Linked DNA regions of Capra hircus: region 1 is linked to region 2. The links are chromatin contacts, called in public Hi-C maps. All regions are on one chromosome and are shown on one strand. Each heading gives the region's core, a stretch centred on a gene start, on an enhancer-like site or on the middle of the called end of the contact. The rest is flanking DNA. Distances are from core to core; before and after follow the strand shown.

What was found. A called contact is a pair of places that touch in the nucleus more often than the background predicts.
Region 1: a contact with region 2 is called in a Hi-C map of liver, with 8 times the contacts expected there. The contact joins two enhancer-like sites. A contact is called at or near these places in 3 of 5 Hi-C or Micro-C datasets (blood and liver).

The regions. Positions count from the first base shown.
Region 1 is chr19:43,215,478-43,219,994 of ARS1.2, forward strand. No RefSeq gene overlaps it. Among named protein-coding and RNA genes, the nearest start is that of TRNAE-UUC, 8.2 kb to the left of the region's middle. Within about 2 kb of position 2,669, at least 2 of the 5 cell types and tissues checked have an H3K27ac peak or open chromatin away from gene starts, as enhancers often do.
Region 2 is chr19:43,133,168-43,137,873 of ARS1.2, forward strand. No RefSeq gene overlaps it. Among named protein-coding and RNA genes, the nearest start is that of ETV4, 35 kb to the left of the region's middle. Within about 2 kb of position 2,179, at least 2 of the 5 cell types and tissues checked have an H3K27ac peak or open chromatin away from gene starts, as enhancers often do.

The DNA of each region.
Region 1 (4,517 bases), core at 1,419-3,918, 83 kb after region 2:
CATGTCTGTGTTCCTGTTGCTCTTTCCTTCTTTGCCCATTTCAGGGCAGCTCTGTGGAAAGAGCAGTGACTCATGAGGGATCTTGCTGCCCTTCACCTATAAAATGGGGATAATACTGACTCCTATACTCACTGTATAGGTCCTACTGAAAGGATCTCAGATCTCACAGCATCAGAGCAGGAAAGCATTTCTGATCATAGGATACAGCAATTTCATTTTACCATGGAGGAGTCTGAGACCCAGAGAGGTTAGCGGCCTTGTCCAAGATCACACAGCCAGGGATGGGGTGTTGGCATCCGGTTTCTCTGCTTCCTCAGTTCAGTTCAGTTCAGTCGCTCAGTCGTGTCCGACTCTTTGCGACCCCATGAACCGCAGTATGAGAGGCCTCCCTGTCCATCACCAGCTCCCGGAGTCCACCCAAACCCATGTCCATTGAGTCGGTGATGCCATCCAACCATCTTATCCTCTGTTGTCCCCTTCTCCTCCTGCCCTCAGTCAGTCAGTCAGTCAGTCATTTCAGTCTCTCCGTCATGTCCGACTCTTTGTGACCCCATGAAGTGCAGAACGCCAGGCCTCCTTGTCCATCACCAACTCCTGGAGTTCACTCAAACTCATGTCCATCGAGTCGGTGATGCCATCCAGCCATCTCATCCTCTGTCGTCCCCTTCTCCTCCTGCCCCCAATCCCTCCCAGCATCAGGGTCTATTCTAATGAGTCAACTCTTCGCATGAGGTAGCCAAAGTATTGGAGTTTCAGCTTTAGCATCACTCCTTCCAATGAACACCCAGGACTGATCTCCTTTAGGATGGACTGACTGGATCTCCTTGCAGTCCAAGGGGCTTTCCCAAATACCACACTGAGGCAGAAAAGACCTATAGGAACTGAAAGATTAATCACACTTGCAAACAAAGACACATGAGGTCTCTTTGGCCACAGAGAGGAAAAGTTCAGATCTCCCCAGCCCAGTTTGGGGAGGCAGTGAACTCCTTAGTTCAGGGCTGGGAGTTACCTAGGCTGGGGAGGTAGCTGAGACATCATCTTGTGAGATTTATGGTTTCATGAATGTTAAAATTTGGTAATTTCAAGTATGTAGTCTCCCAGGGCCCTTCATCTTTTAATTGAAGAAATTAACAATCTCCCCTAAGGAATCCTTGGCCAAGAGGAAAGGCAGGTGCAATGTTGACTGAGGACAGTGGCAGCCCGGGAGGACATGGTGTCATGAAGAAGTCAAATGGCCAGAGAGCTAGCTGGCCTGCCCTGAGCCCCAGGAGAGGCAGGTCACAGGGGGTATGCCACACATATGAACATGCAGACACACATGCACACCTCCTGCCCAGGTCCTGAGTCCCGACAGGAGCACATACATGCAGCCACCTGTCACACAACATCCGATCTAGAGCGGCTCAGCGCATGTGTGTTCATGACAGGTGTTCTCAGAGCAGCTAGTGGACATACCTACTCACCCTTACGGGGTTTCCCAGGTGTCACAGTGGTAAAGAATCCACCTGCCAATGCAGGAGACACAAGAGATGCAGGTTCGATCCCTGGGTCAGGAAGATCCCCTGGAGATGGAAATGGCAACTCACTCCAGTATTCTTGCCTGGGAAGTCCCATGGACAGAGGAGCCTGGTGGACTATAGTCCATGGGGTCAAAAAGAGTCACATGGGACTGAGAACACACACACACACATACTTAGGGCAGAGCCCCCGTCATCTGAGCAGAAATACCAAAGCAGGAACAGACACACAGCACAGCCACAAACACTTGATCCAGATACTCTGTCCATGGATTCTCCAAGCAAGAATACTGGAGTGGGTGGCCACTTCCTTCTCCAGGGTATCTTCCCAACCCAGGGGTCGAACGCAGTTTTCCTGCATTGCAGGCAGACGCTTTAACCTCTGAGCCACTACTCACTCCCACTGACACACACACACACACACACACACACACACACACACAACTAGATGCACTAGAAGGCACATCAGGATGGAAGTGTCCCCACATTTGTTTCCCTTTCTACATATGAATGTTCGCCCTCCGTGACCCCTTTGAGGAACAGTTCTATTAGTCCACGCTCTCAGATGGTTGGATACAGAGATGAGCTCTGAAACTCCAATGCACAGTACATGGGCTCTCTGGTCACACACACACACACATATACATGCACACACACAAGCACACAGTGATGCATGTCCTCAGCCTTTGAATTAGTTTCATTGGTTTCATTTTGAGACAGTAACACCACTCATCTCCTCTGTCAGCTTAACCCACAGCCCAACTCCCACGTTCGGCACACAGTTAATGTCCCAGTTCTTAGACCTTCAAAACTTCTCACGCTCGGGTCAAAGGGTCCTGCCTTATAATCTCTAGAGGAGCTTACACCTACAAGGAAAGGAAGTTAAAAAAAAAAACTGGTTCAAGGGCTTTGTAAGGTTGAAACATTTTCGCAGAGAAACGAACTCTGGTCATGAGGGCTCCATCTGGTGGTTATAAGCAGAACTGCAGTGCATTCTGCAAGGTACGCTCAGTCGCGTCTGACGCTATGGGCTGTAGTCCGCCAGGCTCCTTTGTCCATGGGATTTCTTGGGCAAGAATACTGGAGTGGGTTGCCATTTCCTCCTCCAGGGGATCTTCCTGACCCAGGGAGGGAACCCGCACCTCCTGCATTGCAGGCAGATTCTTTACCTCAGAGCCACCAAGGAAGCCCTGTTCTACAATGGTGGTGGTGGTTTAGTCATGTCCAACTCTTGTGACCCTCTGGACTGTAGCCTGGCAGGCTCCTCTGTCCAGAGGATTCTCCAGGCAAGAATATTGGAGTGGATTGGCATTTCCTTCTCCACGGGATCTTCCCAACCCAGGAGCTGAATCTGGGTCTCCTGCCTTGCACGCAGATTCTCTACTGACTGAACTATGAGGGAAGACCATTCTACACAATGAGCTCAAGCTTAAGCTACTCTTCCAGAGTGTGAGGACCTGCTTTTGACCCTAGACTGGTGCGAGAGGGTTGGGATGTCAAGCGCCTAGGGTGCCTGTGGTGTCTGTGGCCCCACAGCTGCATAAAGACAGAGAGTATGGGAAGAGAGCTCCCCGTGGGTTACCAAACCTCTCCCCTTCAAAGCTGCCCAGGCTTGTGTAGGTCCCAGCTTCTGTTTTCTGGATTTTAAATGGAAGGTATATGAAAGCCAGTGGGCCTGGCAGTTGTCCACTCTACAGGCCCAAGTGTCCCCTTCCAGTGGCAGAGCTGGGAGGCAGATGCGCTCAGGGCCTGCGTCTGTCTTGTTCACCTGCCCAGGCCCAACAAAGCGCCTGGCGCAGGACCTGCCTCAGGTGCAGTCTCTAACATGGAGCCAAGAATTCACATCCTACTAGGTTCCAGGGCCAGGTGGGGTGGGGCAGGGGACAGGCGGGACTCGGGGAGCCACCGAGGGGCTGTAAGGACAGGAGTGGCACGGTCAGATCTCTGTGTTGGACAAACCGCTTTTGGTGCTGTTGCCGAGAGCGGTTCCATGCAGCGAGGTGATGATAACCATCATGCTGCCGTGAGCCAACACGTCCAGTGTTCTGTGTCGGGGTGTGGAATTCTCAGGACCTGATCCAACTAAGAATCTGAAACGATCAAATAACTAATCACCCAGATGGTCAGCACGTCAGGGCAAGTGTGGGTAGCGCAGGCAATGTGCACAGGCCACCAGACCGGGAGCCGGGTCGGCCTGTGTGCAAATGCTTGGCCTGCCTCAGGCAAGCCACCTGAATTTGGGTTTGTGGTTTAGTCTATTTAAGGTCAGTTTTCTTGTCTAGTGAATGGGGATAATGGCTAAAACCTAGATTAGATCATGTGGGGAAAAGTGCTCTGCCAACTGTGTACAATTATGAAGGTTTTCTCCTTTTTAAAGGTGTTTATTTGTTATTAGACTTTTCCTTAGATCTTATCAACTGACAGGTACAGACATGGGTTAAGCTAACAATTTCTCCCCACATTTCACAGGCCACACAGTGATCCCCACTGGCCACACAGGCTTTGAGCAGAGTGTCACTCTAGCTGTCCCTGAAATTCCATGGGGAATGTCCTAAACTTTGGGCTTGCTCTGCTTTTACTCGGGAAGGCATTTGAGGGCTTGTATTGTCTTGCAACACTTTGGCCACCTGATGCAAAGAACTGACTCATTGGAAAAGACCCTGATGCTGGGAAATATTGAAGGAAGGAGAAGGGGATGAGAGAGGATGGATGACATCACCAACTTGATGAACATGAGTTTGAGTAAGCTCTGGGAGTTGGTGATGGACAGGGAGGCCTGGCGTGCTGCAGTCCATGGGGTCGCAAAGAGCTGGACATGACTGAGCGACTGAACTGACTGATTGTCTTACAAAGGGGTGGGTAGGGATGATCTTTCTGAAAAGGTGACATATGAGCAGAGACCTGACGGAAATGAGAGGGGGAGAGAGGGTTTTGAATCCAGGAGAAGAGCAATCAGGGGCAAGAGAACAGCCTGTGCAAATGCCCTGAGGCAGAGGAGCA
Region 2 (4,706 bases), core at 929-3,428:
CTGATGTGTGTATATATATATATATACATATACATTCTTTTCAGATTCTTTTCTTTTATAGATTATTACAGGATACTGAGTATTATTCCTTGTGCTATACAGGAGATCCTTGCTGGTCATCTACTGTATTAAATATAGTATTTAGAAGCCATGACCTGGGTGTTCAGAGTGCTTGTTGGGTGTCACTGTTCCCAGATCTCTAAGTGGGCAGAGTTAGCGCATGTGTATGGGTACACACACCAGGCTTCCCTGGTGGCTCAGTGGTAAAGAATCCACCTGCCAATGCAGGAGACACAGGAGATGCAGTTTCGACCCATGTGTCGGGAAGATCCCCTGGAGAAGGAAATGGCAACCCACTCCAGTATTCTTGCCTGGAAAATCCCATGAACAGAGTAGCCTGGAGGGCTACAGTCCATGAGATCACAAAAGAGCTGCATACACCTTAGCGACTAAACTTAGCGACAGAAGATGAGATGGCTGGATGGCATCACGGACTCAATGGATGTGAGTCTGAGTGAACTCCAGGAGATGGTGATGGACAGGGGGGTCTGGCGTGCTGAGATTCATGGGGTCACAAAGAGTCGGACACGACTGAGCGACTGAACTGAACTGAACCACCACCGTGCACACACAGAGCCACATTAAGATTATGGGCACACCTCAGATACATTGCAAGTTTAGTTCCAGACCACTACAATAAAGCACATATTGCAAAAAAAAAAAAAAGGATCTGAAGGTTTTTTATTTGGCAATGCCATGCAGCATGAAGGATCTTAGTTCCCTGACCAGGGATTGAACCCTTGACTCCTGCAGTGGAAGAGTGGAGTCTTAACCACTAGACTACCAGGGAAATCCCTAGAGGATTTTTTTTTTTTTAAGATAATTAAAACAGGAGTCAACAAACAACAACCTTTAGGCCAAATGTGGCTGGTTGTTTTGTGAATAAAGTTTTATTGGAACGTTGCCGAGCAGCTCTTTCCTTCCATCCTTTCTGATGATAACCACATTGCTTGAGAGGTGTCAGGTATTATGGGGTTGCATTTGGTGGGGATTGTGAAAGATGTCCTAATGTGTCTGAGAATGTAACTGATAAGCACTCCGTGAGGATATAGCTTTTGGAGCTGGGCCTGTCTTGCTCCTAGGGTGTAGGAATGCATCAGGAAGAGAGTCACTTTTCCCGAGAATATGAGAACCAAATTGGACTCTGTCTTCATCTGCCATCTCAGGTTGGTCACGGCCTCCAGGAGATGACAGCAAGGTTTCCACTAGTGGTGACAGAATAAATTTACAGACATGCTGCAGAGACAGGATTTGAGTTTCTGGTTCCTCTGAGTCATGGGTTTATGCCTTTGTTAGGACCTGGAGGTTTTCTTTGATGTTTAAGGGGACACTTCAGAAGCTTCCCTTTGCCTGGTGGATCTAGAGCCTTGGGTGAGGTTTCATGTATTCCCATTCCAGGAGCAGGCCCAGGTCTGTTCCTTTGAGAGCTTTCTCCCTCATCCCTTTCAACTCAGTGACTCCCCAGCTTAAGAAGCCCATGAATAGGAGTCTGAAATACTTGAGAAAAATCAACTACCCACTGCCTGAGCTTTGGAGTCTGGTGATCTTTGCCTTTTAGCGTTATCTCTGGTCAATTCACTTCACCTCTTTGAGGCCCAGTCTCATCTGTAAAATGAAGGCCAATTATATCTTCCTCACTGTGTTATTTTCAGGATCAAACAAGATGATGTTTGTAGAACATAGTTGTTTTGTTCAGTCGCTCAGTCGTGTCTGACCCTTTGCGACCCCGTGGACTGCAGCATGCCAGGCTTCCCTGTCCTTCACCAACTCCCGAAGTTTGCTCAAACTCATGTCCATTGAGTCGGTGATGCCATCCAGCCATCTCATCCTCTGTCGCCCCCTTCTCCTCCTGCCTTCAATTTTTCCTAGAGTACTTACCATCTTAACTGGCACATAGTATGAGCTTGGAAATTATAATTCCTTTCCTTTTCTAAGACAGGATTATATTGACAACGAGTGTCTTATGTTACAGACTATAAGAGAGACATTTTTGGAAACAGGAGATGACATTGATAAGAAAGCATCTGTGTTATAAGAGAAGAGTGGGGTGGGGTTAGAGGACCCTACTGGCCTCCAAGGCTTTGACCACAAAGGAGCCAAATGGAGGCCTCAGCCGGGAGTTGTATGTTTCTAACACAAGGTGGCAGTGTTGGCAAACACACCACATCCCATGCTCCACAGAGAGGCTCAAGAAATTTTACCACCAATTTAAATTATTTTTAGAATGGGAATGTTCTTGGAGATCACCTACTCCCACGATTGGACACCTCGGGAAATGGAGGCCTAGAGAGGGGAAGAGCTGTCCCTAAGATCCCAGAGCAAGTCAATGGCAGAGCTGGGTTCCCAATGGATCGTTGTCACCCTGCTCGTTCCATCACATTCCTTGCCTCAGGGTGGGAGGTAAGGGAAATTACTAGAGCTTGAGAGCCCTTGGTTCAGTTTTAGCATCTCTGTTTTCAGAGGCACCAACAGGAGCCCCCCAAAAAGTTTATATGATTACTGGAAGTAAACAGAGAGATCCCAGAGGCCCCAAGATCTTAATTGTATATCCCTCGCCTCACTTACCGTTAATTAGTATCCTGTTGACAGAGGCAATAAGAAAACCATTTTTCCTCTCCTCCTCCCTGCAATAGTCTGGTATTTTCTTAGGTCCAGGGTGAATGGGTGGCCCAGTTCTGGTTTGCTTGCTCTCTCATAGGAGTTAAAGGACTCCAATAAATAAATAAATATGTTTTTTAAAAAGGACCCCAATCTAGCTGCATTTGTTGAGGCTTTGCTGTTGATTTGGCTTCTGCTCTATGCTAGGAACCGGGTAAGTCCTGATGGCCCCACCCTCACTGGGTGATGCTGGGAAATAACGGTTACATCCAACTCAGAGCTGAGGCGGCCAAGGCACAGAGAGGTGACGTAACTCACCCAGGGTCACGTAGGCTTTTCCAGATTCTGAGCTTGTTTTTTCTAGGCTGGCCCGGTAGGGTGAGGGAGTGGTCATGGTGGTAGATGGAGATGGCCCACCTTTAGGATTTGTGTCCTCAGACCAGGCGCTTTGTCCTGCCTCAGAAAGTCCCTGAGCAGCAGGTTCTGTGAGCCGACTCTCTCGCCCCCTCCCCTTACAACTTCCCACGGGTTCCTTTCCAGAGCAGTCACTGGCTGAACAGGTTGCTAGTGGAAATGTGGTTTTCAAATTTGGGAAATCTCCATTAAGTCCTTTTATTTAAGGAGGATGTCATTATCACGCCTCCCCGAGGACTATTACGGTTCTATTAGGCAAGGCCGCAGACTTCCTAGGTACTGTCTGGGGTCTGACTGCTGGGCAGGAAAATGTGAGACAGGAAGAAGGGGAGGCAGGAAGGGGAGAGAGAACTGGAGATGGGGAGGGGGAGGAGAAGGAAGAAAGGAGGAGAAAGAGTGAATTAAGGCAGGAGTGAGGAGTCACACACACACACACACGCACACACACGCACACACGCACACACACACACACACACACACGCAAGGGCATGCTCACCCTTTGCTCCCTGAAGTGTGGGGAGAGGGCAGAGACCCTGGCCTCTGGCCCACCTGCTAGTCTAGAGCCTTGAAAATTAGCCTGGAGGGGACATGTCGACCCTTCCTTCTTTCACCCTTTGGAGCAGACCCTTCCTGTCCTCCTGTTGCCAGTCCCACCTCAGGCCTCTGGGTTCAGACTTGAGGCGTGGGGGTTGTGTGAAGGAGAGAGGCCGAGGAGGCCCCGGGAAGGCAGTTCTGGAAACTGGGTCTGGATTCAGGGCCTCGGCCGTCCTGATGACTTCAGTGAACACAATGTTCTCCTGTCCTCTGCCCGTGTCTCTAGAAGGTAGGCTTCAGAGAAGCAGGATTGGGATTGCCTTGGTGGTCCAGTGGTTAAAACTCTGCACTTTCACCGCAGGAGCCATGGGATCCATCCCTGGTCAGGCAACTAAGATCCCACATGTTGTGAGGCGTGACCAATAAATAAATCAGTTCAGTTCAGTTCAGTTGCTCAGTCGTGTCCAACTCTTTGCAACCCCATGAATCGCAGCATGCCAGGCCTCCCTGTCTATCACCAACTCCTGGAGTTCGCTAAAACTCACGTCCATCGAGTTGGTGATGCCATCCAGCCATCTCATCCTCTGTTGTCCCCTTTTCCTCCTGCCCCCAATCCCTCCCAGCATCAGAGTCTTTTCCAATGAGTCAACTCTTCGCATGAGGTGGCCAAAGTACTGGAATTTCAGCTTTAGCATCACTCCTTCCAAAGAAATCCCAGGGCTGATCTCCTTTAGAATGGACTGGTTGGATCTCCTTGCAGTCCAAGGGACTCTCAGGAGTCTTCTCCAATACCACAGTTCAAAAGCATCAATTCTTCGGTGCTCAGCCTTCACAGTCCAACTCTCACATCCATACATGACCACTGGAAAAACCAAATAAATGAATAATAAAATTTTTTTAAAAAGCTGGGCTTTCTCTCCTCTCTTGGCTTCTCCTGGGCTCCTTGAGCAGTGCCACATGTATAGTAGGTGTTCACTAGGTGTTTGTGGGATAAATAATGAAGTATGGATGAAGAAATAATTCTACCAGTTTCTTATCCTCTCCCTTGTTGAGTTTAAAACAGCCTTCCGATTCTAATGGATCTTTTCTCTGTTCTCAGC